Regions from separate parts of the Ovis aries genome. Here region 1 is linked to region 2. The links are chromatin contacts, called in public Hi-C maps. All regions are on one chromosome and are shown on one strand. The core of a region is the stretch at or near the end of the contact, and the rest is flanking DNA. Distances in the headings are between cores, read along the strand shown. Region 1 overlaps BCL9L (BCL9 like). Region 2 holds the start of DDX6 (DEAD-box helicase 6).

The links. A called contact is a pair of places that touch in the nucleus more often than the background predicts.
Region 1: a contact with region 2 is called in a Hi-C map of hypothalamus, with 2.2 times the contacts expected there. The contact joins the enhancer-like site here to the promoter of DDX6 in region 2. A contact is called at or near these places in 2 of 16 Hi-C or Micro-C datasets (blood and hypothalamus).

The regions. Positions count from the first base shown.
Region 1 is chr15:29,237,262-29,242,058 of ARS-UI_Ramb_v3.0, forward strand. The region is part of intron 2 of BCL9L (BCL9 like); the gene reads right to left. Among named protein-coding and RNA genes, the nearest start is that of BCL9L, 14 kb to the right of the region's middle. Within about 2 kb of position 1,435, at least 31 of the 54 cell types and tissues checked have an H3K27ac peak or open chromatin away from gene starts, as enhancers often do. A contact at or near this core is called in hypothalamus, where this site is marked.
Region 2 is chr15:29,127,261-29,132,735 of ARS-UI_Ramb_v3.0, forward strand. It overlaps DDX6 (DEAD-box helicase 6), which reads right to left and starts at 2,114. Exons shown (of 15, transcript XM_042232709.1): 1 at 1,912-2,114; 2 at 1,510-1,698.

The DNA.
Region 1 (4,797 bases), core at 185-2,684, 110 kb after region 2:
GGGGCTCATTGGTCCAGACAGCTCCCCAGGGCAGGAGGGGAATGCCTTTAGAGGATGCACCAGCAGGTCTGGCCGGCAGGCAGGAGCAAGAGGAGAGGGGGAGGGGACTGGTGCGTGGAGAAGACTGAAGCCAAGGATTCCTGCAGCCTAGGCTGCGGGCCCTTTAAGCTCCAGCCCGCTCCCCCCACCGCCTCCCCCTCCCCGGAGACCTATTAATAGCCGCTGGAAAGATCACATCACGGGAGAGGATATTTATCCCCCCTCATTCCACACCAGCTCAGATTTATTTCAGCTCTGCTGTCCTGCTGCTGCCGCCTGGCCCTGTCTGCCGGCTTCTCCCGGGGAAGGGGAGGGAGGCAGGCACCGCCCCTCCAGTTCCCACCCCCAGCTAGACCGAGGCCAGAGGGCGCCAGCGGACCCGACAGCGGGGCCGCCGGGGGTCTGCTCGAACCGTTTTTAAGAGGAAAGGACTGGAAGGGACTAGAACAGCAGGCTTAGCCGCTTGCCATTCCCTTCTATCCCCTGGGCTCAGGCGCTAAAGCTGTGGGCTCCTGCCTGGGGGCAGGCCTTCCGATTCTGACCCCCTTTAGCCCACCGGTGGCCCGGAAGCCAGGTACCGGGGGTTGTTGCGGGGGGGGGGGGTGCTCTCCAAGCCTGCACGGTTCAGCCCCATCAGCACTGGGCCCATCCCTTCCCCTCACTCCACACACACGTCCCGCCCTCCACGACACCCACACACCTTGTCTTGTTAGCCAGGATCCTCATGGCTCCCACACACAGTGGGGCTACGGCCCCTGTGCGTGCCCAGGGCCCAGCCAGGTACTCGGTACTGGAGCAGGGACTGCAGCAACAAGCCCCAAAGAGAAAACTTGTGACTTGGGGAGGGGGTGCGAGGAGGGGAGGGGAGACGGGAGGACCCAGCAGCCCTGGGACTAGGGTACTGGACAGGGTAGGGTGGGAACGGCCGGGAAGGATTCCAGGCCGGGGTCTGAATCCATCCCTCCCGCACCTTACCCTCAGGGAGCTTGCAGTCTCTAGCAAGGCCCCCGGGGCCGCAGGGGCCGAACTCACTAAAAAGATAGGTTGCCAAAGTGCCCGCGTGGGGCGGCTGAGAGGTCTGTCAGGACCCCGGGGGCGGGGGGGACTCCCGCCCCCAGGCACGCCCCTCACCCGGGGAGGGGGGCGGGGGAACCCCTGGCGCCCCGCCCCAGCGCTGCGCCCTGCCCCCGGGCGCCGGGGCGGGAAGGGGGCTGGAGGTGGGGGCGATGCCCCGCCTCCAGCTCGAGGCCTAGCCTGTGCCCATCCCAGCAGGCCCGGGCGGGCAGCGAGAGGCCTGGCGGGGCCTCGGGGCTGCAGCTGGGCTCTTCTGGAGACCAGTAACGCTGGCTCAGATTCCTCCCCGACCGCAAGAATGCAGGAGCCTCCCCTCCCCCCGCTCCGGCACCCCACCCCGCCCCCTCCGGCAGAGCCCGAGCGCAGAGGCAGAGCGAGCGAGCGACAGAGCCAGCGAGCTGGGGAGCGGGCCACGGGCAGGGCTGCAGCGTGCCTCTCCCGGCCCCGCACGCGCCGCCCCGACAGACCCACGGCCAAGTGCGGCGAGGGGCCTGGCGCGCGCCGCGGCGGGGCCGAGGTTGCAGGTCTGCACCGGGCGCCGCCAGGCAGGAGCCCCGGGGACCCACCAGCACCCGAACTCTGGACTCACACACACACACTCGCAGCTCACACGTGGACGGGGAGACAAAGACACGCACGGAGCCCAGGAAACTAGAGGCGCGCTCAAACGCCGGCCCGCGGAGGTGTGCGGGACCGCTAGGAAGGCGCTGGCCGAAGCAGGAGCGCAGAAATAACCGGGGGCGCACGTTTCCAGAGGCGGCCAGAAGGCAGAGAGGGGGCGCGTCGACTCATTGAACAGATGAAAAGACTGAGGCCCGACAATAAGGGAGCCATAGAAAGCTGAGCCCGGTAGTGACAAAGAAACACACACGGGGCCAGAGATACACCAACCAGCAGACTTACACAAACACGGAAGCCTCACCCGACTGCCCCCGGTCCTGTCCCCCCGCCCCTCCCGCAGATCCAAGGAAGGGGTGGGGGAGGGGAGGAGCCTTGGGCCTGGAGCTCCGTCCCGGTAACAGGCCCCGCCAGACACCGGGGCACATTCCCTGGCGGGCTGCTGCAGGCCGAGCTGGGACCTGGGGGGCGGCGAGGGGGCCACACCAGGGACCCTGTGGGAGTCTCACCCTAACTTAACCCCAGGGCACATTGGCCTTCTCAGCGGAAGATTCCTCCGGTTCCAGGCCTGGCTGAACAGCAGCCGGCGGCCAGTCCCCAGGCTTGCATCACGTTGGGGGAGAGGTGAGGTGGGGAGAGCCGGAGGGCACCTGGGCTTAGGGGCAGGCCCATGACTGACATGTGTCCCAGGCTTCCCCTTTCCCCACCTCGCTGATCCTCAAAACTACCAACCACCTGCCACGGCAGTATTTCTATCCCCATTTCACAATGAGGAAACTGAGATCTGGGAGAAAGAAGTCAGAGGCCCCTGGGTCGCAAGACCATTACAGGGGCCTACCAAGACCGTGTTCCGCCGGTGTTTCCCCTACACCGCAGTGTCCTCCCCTCCAGTCATGACGCCTTGTCTGTGCCTGCATCAGACAGACGGGCTTCCAGCAGGGCAAAGGCTACCCACTTTTTCCTCTGTTTACAGCTTCAAATACCGGGGCATTTAGTAACGTGGGAAGGGGCTGTTAGAAAATTCATCCTGTCCAGGGTAACCAGTGGGGCCAAGGCTCCTCTCCAGAAGAATCTTCCAGTCGCCCTCCCCTCTAGGACTCCACCCCCTCGATCCCACCCAGCAGGACGAGCTGAGTCAAGTACAGATGAGTCAGGACTTTCCCATCTCACACCTCCCCCTTTTGCCCCTCAGCAGCCCGCCCCAGATCACAGAGACCCTCCTTCTCTATGTACTTAGAGTCCCCGGAAGAGACCTGGAAAGCCTTGGCGATGGAGGCAGGAACAAACAAAGTGAGGGGAGCTTTTTGGCACCAGGCCAGGAGCCCCCTGAGACGGGTGAAAGGGATGCAGCTCTGCGAACACAGACCTGGACTCCTCTTAGGGGATGGGGTGGGGTGGGGAGCAGTGACATGCTCACAAACGAAGCAGGTGACAGTCACCTGAGTGAAAGGCCAGGAGCAGGCCCATAAAAATGGAGCCCAGGAGGCTGCTGAGACAAAGCCTGCCTGAGATCTTGCCCTCCCGGTGCAACACTGAGGGTCAGGCAGGGCCGGGAGCAGGGGAGAAGCAGTGACCTATTGGTCAAAGTGGACCTGACCTCAGCTGGGGGAGGGAGACCAGGAAGGCTTTGATGGATGCCCAGGGCCTCCAGGTGGGACAGGCCAGCTCCCTGCTCAGCACAGAATTGCCACAGGTATAGCACACAGCATGGCCACTTGCCTCTGTTTAGCAGCTCCCAGCTTGGGAGCCTCTGCTTGATTTGCCTACCAGCACACCAGTCTCAAAGCCCAGCTCAAAACCACCGCAAAGGGGCACTGAGAACACTGCTTGGAGGGTCCATGCTTCCATAGGCAGTGGGCAGACACCCCTAGAGAGGAAATGGGCAGCTAGGAACCCTGTGTGGCTGAAAGAACAGAGACCTGCTGGGAGTATTAGGGGTGGGATCCTCGGCCACTGACCTAGGGAGAGGCAGCCCCCAGGACAACGAGGTCCTGAGTCCCCTTTCTCCAGGGTCCCTAGAAGCTCTCCTCTATCACCCAGGTCACTTCCTCTTCCTGAGATGGTGACTCAGCTGGGTGGGGAGGTCAAGGATTCCTCGCCCAGCAGGAAATCTGCTCAAGAACCAAGGTGTTGCTGGGGACCCTCTGTGTGGGGACTTCCAGGGTTGGGGGGCCTTCCCCTCACCCTGGTTCCTAGCAGCTCTCCCCACTTCCCCCCACCTCCTGCCAAAGGAGACCATGCAAATCAACCATTTTTGTCTGGGAGTTTCCAGCCCCACCCCACCTGCAGCCCCAGGGTGATGTCTGGCAACCCCAGCCCTGCTGGGACGTGGAAATTCCTGGCCCCAGACCCTCCAGTCTGGGGTCTTTGAAGGGTGCTTCGGGGTGAGCGGTGGATTCTGCCCTTGTGGGGACCACCAGGCTAAGCAGCATTGCTTAGACAAGCTGGAGGTCGCCTCACTTGGCTCCCGTAGCCAGGGCCCCTGTGGCCAGGCCTCAATAAGCAGTCATAGCCTGGCAGTGGGGTGCCCCCAAAGGCTACTGCCCAATCCCTGGCTGCTCCCTCCCCCCAGGGGGGAGGCGGGGGAGGAGGTGGGGGGCACAAGGAAACAAGACAGGGCAGGAAGCCCAGGCAGGCGGCGGGCACTCTGGGCCAGGCACAAACAGCCAACACAGGAAACCACAGCCCACCCCCGCCCACCCCACCCGCTCAAAGCTCTGGGAGAAAGGAGTGCCAAAAGCCTGGTACCCCAGCGGGGGCAAGGGCCAGGGGTTAGCCCGGGGCAAGGGAGGGGCAGAGGCTCTCCAGCCTTCTCTCAGCCCCAGACCCCACCTGGGGAGGGGGAGAGGAAGCCGGGTTGCCAGGGAGGGTGCTGCCTCTTTAAATCCACCGAAATCCTGAGCTAGGCCCAACCCAGCTCTGGTTTCACAGGAAGGAAAGGCGCTCAGGAGCCAGTAGGGCAGGAGGTGGTGGCTGGAATTAGCCCCACCGGCCCAAATATATCTGGTCTCTGCCTGCCACCCCTCTGGCACTTCCTGCCCCCTGGCACCTGCACCACCGTGGGGG
Region 2 (5,475 bases), core at 864-3,363:
TCACCTATTTCACACCTGAAGATTACTTATTTGCAAAGCACTAAGAGGATGAAGAGGGCAACTTCTAAAGATTAAATGGTAATATTACTGTCCATCATGCACATAAGACCTCGTATCTCCCTAGAGCCAAAATGTGACTATGTGAGAACTGCTCCCCTCTTAATTAAGCTGCACTGCAGCTTTACGTCTCAGGAAAAGAAATATTCCTCCTACCCATTCCCAATTTAGATTTCCAAGTTGTATTTCTACATTTTCAAAAATACGAACGAAACAGAGACTAGTTGGGAGGGAACCCTAGCTGAGTTAATTACAGCACTTCCCAGACCGTAGTTAGCGATTGACAGTTTCACACCCAAAACAGTCTCGTCATCTCCAAAAAGACCTTTTGTTTGCAAATGCAGCGCAGTTTCTCTAAGCTCGGTCTGCCAGTTGGAGTGACTGTTCTATTTTGAAGGGGCAAGGGGACTGAGAAAGAAAAAGGGGAGTGAGTGATAAAGGAAAGAAGCTAATGATTTTGATTTGCAAGCAAATAACTTCTTGTTTCCCTCCCCTTCATATCCCCCTCCAAAACCCCTACACACTTCAAGTCAGCTCCCTGGGCCCATAAACACAAAAGGGTTGGGGCCCTGCAATCGCATCTGCGCAACCAGAGCAGAGAACCAGCTCCCCAGCTAGGAAACAATAGGGATTCCCCCAAAAGAGAAACCTTTAAGTCCGACAGCCCCTTCTTTCCTCCGACATTCGGAGGCTCCATAATCACCCCGTTATCGACCTGCAAGGCCTTACTCCGTCAAGCAGTCGGTCCTCTTCCAAACTGAGCCCTCCGCTACAGCATATCCCTGCCGCCCCCTATAGGGCCGCCTCGTACCCTATAACCTCCACCATCTCCCTAAGTCCTTGCCGCCCCCTACGGTCCCACCCTCCCTCGTCACCCACAAAGCTCCTCTGAGGAATTCTCCCGCTCTTCCTCCGGACCCCGCCGGGCACAACACTGCTCTATGCTACTCCTCCCGGCGTCCCCACCCCACAGCTGGCGCCCGCCGCCCGCCTTCCTCCCCAAGGCCCGGCCAGGCCTCAGGCCTCCGCCTCAGAGCGCCCCCCACGCCAGCCTGGGGGCTTCCTGCAGCCCCTGCGACACGGCAGACCGCCACCCCTCCACCTCACCCCTCTCCCCGCGGCTCAGGCCCGAGTCCTACCACCGAGGCCACTCCCGCTCGGCACCCTCGGTCCTTTATTGTTGACTCGAAGCTCCCAAAATGGCGGCGGCTCCTTCCTCCTCGGAAACCTCCGCCCGCCCCCACCCGGCCCCTCGCTTCGGCCTCCTCCCGCCCCCGCCCCGCCCCCGCTCGGGGGGCCGCTCAGGCCGGCCTGCCTTCGCCCGCCCGCTCGCTTCCCCGGCCGGCCAGCCCTACCTCCGCCGCTGCCCGCTCTCAAGGCGCCGCCGAAGCCGCCGCCCGGACTGAGCTAACTCGGCTCCCCCGCCCCCTCCGTCGCCGACTGCCCCCCCACCCGTTCTCCGCATGGCGGCCGCCGCGGCTCCTCCTCCGCGCAAGATGGCGAGCGCCCAGCTGCCGCTGCTGCACCCGTCGCGGCTCCTCGGCCTCCGTTGCTTCGCGTCAGGAGAAATCCGGGCCGAGGAGCCTTCCTCAGGAGAAAATGGAGGGCAGTGTTTTTCCACCGACGGGGAGTCTGCGGGGGCTGAAATGGAGGGGAAGTTGAAAGGGAAATATGGATCCCTTCAAAGAGAAAGGAGAACTGCCTTTTCCACAGCTAAGGAGAAATGATCCGGGAATGGTGGGTGGGAAGAGTACCCCCCCCCCCCAAAGTGGAAGTCGAGGGCTTGGGACCCGAGGAGGATCTGCTTATTCCTGACCAAGGACCCGGTAGCGATTCGGGGACGAGACAGCTGACCTGACATCTCTCGCGGGCCAGGGAGGCTGCTGCAGGTCCAAGGGGGCCGCGTCCGAGCCCCTGCGGGGCGCGCCTCCATCCAGGAACGCGCGGAACCAGTGGTCCGGAGGCGCCAGCACGCACCCGGGTGTGGGGACAGGAAGGGGGACCTGCCGGGACGGGTGCAGCAGGGAGAACCCCGGGGAGAGCGCGGGGCGGGGGCCAGGGGGCGCTGTGCGCGGGCGGGCGGGGGCAGGGGTGGAGAAGGCTGTGGGAAAGTTGGGCGAGGGTGGGGTGCTGGGTAGCTGGGGTGCGACCGGGGCAGGAACCCAGAAAGCGAGCCTCGGAGAGGGAAGTGGGAGACTAGAGCAGCGATCCCCGCTTTCTCAGCACTAAAGGGCAATCCTCAAAGAGAGGGAACCAGGGAGGCCGAGCCTCCCCAGAAGGAAGGAAACGCTGCTAGAGTCAGTTATGATGGGAATAGGAGTTCTGTACGGAAATGAACTAGAAGACCAAGCGTAATTCTTTCCCCAGCCCGACCCTCATCAGAAAGATATTTATGTATTTGTTCCCATAATTACTTTTCATATTCTAATGTCTCCGTTTATCCTTAACCGAAATAACAGGAATGCAATCTTGTTCCAGGTAAAACAAAAATCGGAAGCTAGCAAGTTGGCTAGGTTAAAGGAATAATAAAAACCTGGGTCTCACTCTCAACTGAGAGACAATATACCAGGCAATGACCAGACCATAGGTTGACAACAGAACTCCGACCCACAACCTCTGCTGCAACCAACACGCGAAGCCAAACCACAACCTCTGCAGTGATCAGCTCAGAATGAGCCAGATTCGGTCATTGACTGCCAGCTTCCCTACTTTTTGCCTGTGTTTCCAACTCTGGACCAATTAGAGAAAGCCAAATATGTTCCCCTAAACCAATCACGTTAGACTCCCCGCTTCTAGTTAGCCCGCCTCCAGCTTTCCCCGAGTTAACCTCCAATCAGAGCAAACCCTGAAGCCTTCACCCATCCCCATCCGCCCCTTTATTTTTAACTGTCGGCGTTTGAGTCCCCAGCTAAGTGAAGGTGGCTGGCTCTCACTGTAGCAAGCTTTGAGTAAATAACTTGTTCTCATTGGTGGTCATTTTTATTTCCACACAGCCGAAAAAGAGGTGTTAAAGAAATGTTAAAAGGCTGTTCTTGAGATTTTTTTTTTAACGGACCTTTAACAGTTTTTTTTTTTTTTTTAATTCTGAATTTGTAACATGTGGTCGCCCACCCAGCTTTTAAAAAACCCACTCATTTAAAGGAAATAACCAGCATCTTGTGTCCACACCGGAGAGAGAATGGCTAAGTGGTTGTTTAATAAAATGTTGAGGTCTGAGGCCCCACTGTCTTGCCATGTAGCAGGAATGTGAAGTGGAGGAGGACAAGAAGTGAGTAGGAGGGAGAGGAGCCTAGGGATTTAAAACAGGCCACAGCCTACTCCGGTCTCTTTCCCTAGACCTCTCAAAAAATGAGACCAGCCAAAGGAAAGGGGTTTGTATTCCCACATAAATTTCTTACCTTCAAAGGGGCCCTGGCTCAGGTCATGATGAAAACCAAAGGGTAGAAGGCAACCAAGAGTAGAACATGAAATAGCTGCCTGTTCTCACCTAGGAATCCTGCCAGGGCTAACACCTTTAAAGATTCTGCATGATGTTTTTATAAGATCTCCTTCCATCTGAGTTATTTATGTCAGCCCTTTTCAGTTCTCTGTGAGAAGCATGGATGGTATAGAATTAAATTATGAAACCTTAGATCTTTTCTCTGTTCAGTTTACTGATTGATGGATCCAATTCAAGTAGCTCAATACCTTTTTTCTCTCTAATTCAAACAGATTAACAAGAATGATAGAAAATATGACACCTCACACACATTATGAAATTTATATTTAAAAATATTATATAAATCCAACCCTTTGAGTATATATTGAGTATAATATATTGGGGGATCTGTGGTAAATATGGTTTACCGAGGGTGTGCTATCCCCAGTGAGGTCACCTAATAAAATGTTTCCCAAAATGTATTGGTCATTTTTATTTTGTTTGTAGTCACTCTCACTTCCCCCTACTTTTTTCAACTATGAAGCTGTAAGCTGAAGTGTTAGGCCTGGATTGTTGGCTGGCTCCTGGAGAATCTGTCTGTAGGAATGATATCTTAAAAAAAGAAAAAGATCCACAAATAGAATTGAGGTTTTCAGTATCTCCATTTGAAACAACAGGATGTGTGTGTGTGTGTGTGTGTGTATAAGAATGAGATGCAACTGAAAAATACTACCTGGAATTCAATCATAGTAATGGGCCCTCCCAGCGAATACTGTTTGCCAGCTTTACATCCTGTCCTTGACTATTTACTGAAAAATAACAAAAAATTTCAACTGTAATTTATAATATTTAGAACCTAGAATTCTAAGTAATCTAAACCTGGAATATATATATCTATGATACTATCCTAAAAACCCCAATGCTTTCAACAGGCTAAAATGGGTTTCATACTTTTGCTTTCTGTAAGATTTTTTTAAGGAAGCATGATGGTTTTTTTAAAAAACTCAAACTATAAGCAAATGTATTCATTACCTAGAAGAAAAAAGGTTCACCCACATCACAGCCTAAAGAAAATGACTATGTCACACCTGGCTAAGCTTTCTAGTACAGCATTTTCCTTCCTTCATGATTTGAATTAAAATGTTCTGATTTTCCAAAAGAAAGTTCAAAAAAGTTCTTTTCCAATTTTGCTTGAGCAACATCTAATAATTACTAACCAAGGCTAATGAACCCAAAGAGCCAAGTACCATTTTCTTTGGACTTTAGAACTGGTAAAATTTGCCTCTTTGATTTATACACCAGAAGAAAATGAAGTAGCATCAGCCTACCGAGAGCTTAGTAAAGATAGCCTCAGAGAAGAGCAAGTTGCGTGCCATGGGTACTTATTCATGTCTGACTCTGCAACCCCATGGACTATAGCCCGCCAGGCTCCTCAGTCCATGGGACTTTCCAGGCAAGAACACTGGAGTGGCTTGCCATTTCCTCCTCCAGGAGATCTTCCCAATCTGGGGATTGAACCATGTCTCCTGCTTTGGCAGGCGGATTCTTTACCACTGAGCCACCAGGTAAGCCCTGGGGCAAGTACTACGCTGAAGTTAATGCCTATAAAGCGGACATCGTTAATCACTGAGAGAGCACACCGAACACACTTTGTTGGAATAAATGTTCCACTTCCAGAGTAAACTCAAGTTGAAAAGTAGGAAAGCAGTATTGCAAACAAGGAGGAAAGTGAGTGCCTTAAATACATTTCCCCCAAACTACCACATTTGATCTGCAGAATTTTATTCCTTTTGACAGATAACATCTCCCCCTTCCCTGGGTACCACAACCAGCTAGCTCAACTCACCTGTGTCTTCTGACCTCCTCAGGTCCCAGGATTATTTATGTTCTGGTCATCACTAAGAGAACTCTAGCTGTAAATTTTGCCTCTTCAGTTTTCTTTACTTACACCAGCAACTTTAACTTTCATTAATTTGAGAATAATGTGTGGCTGGAAAGAT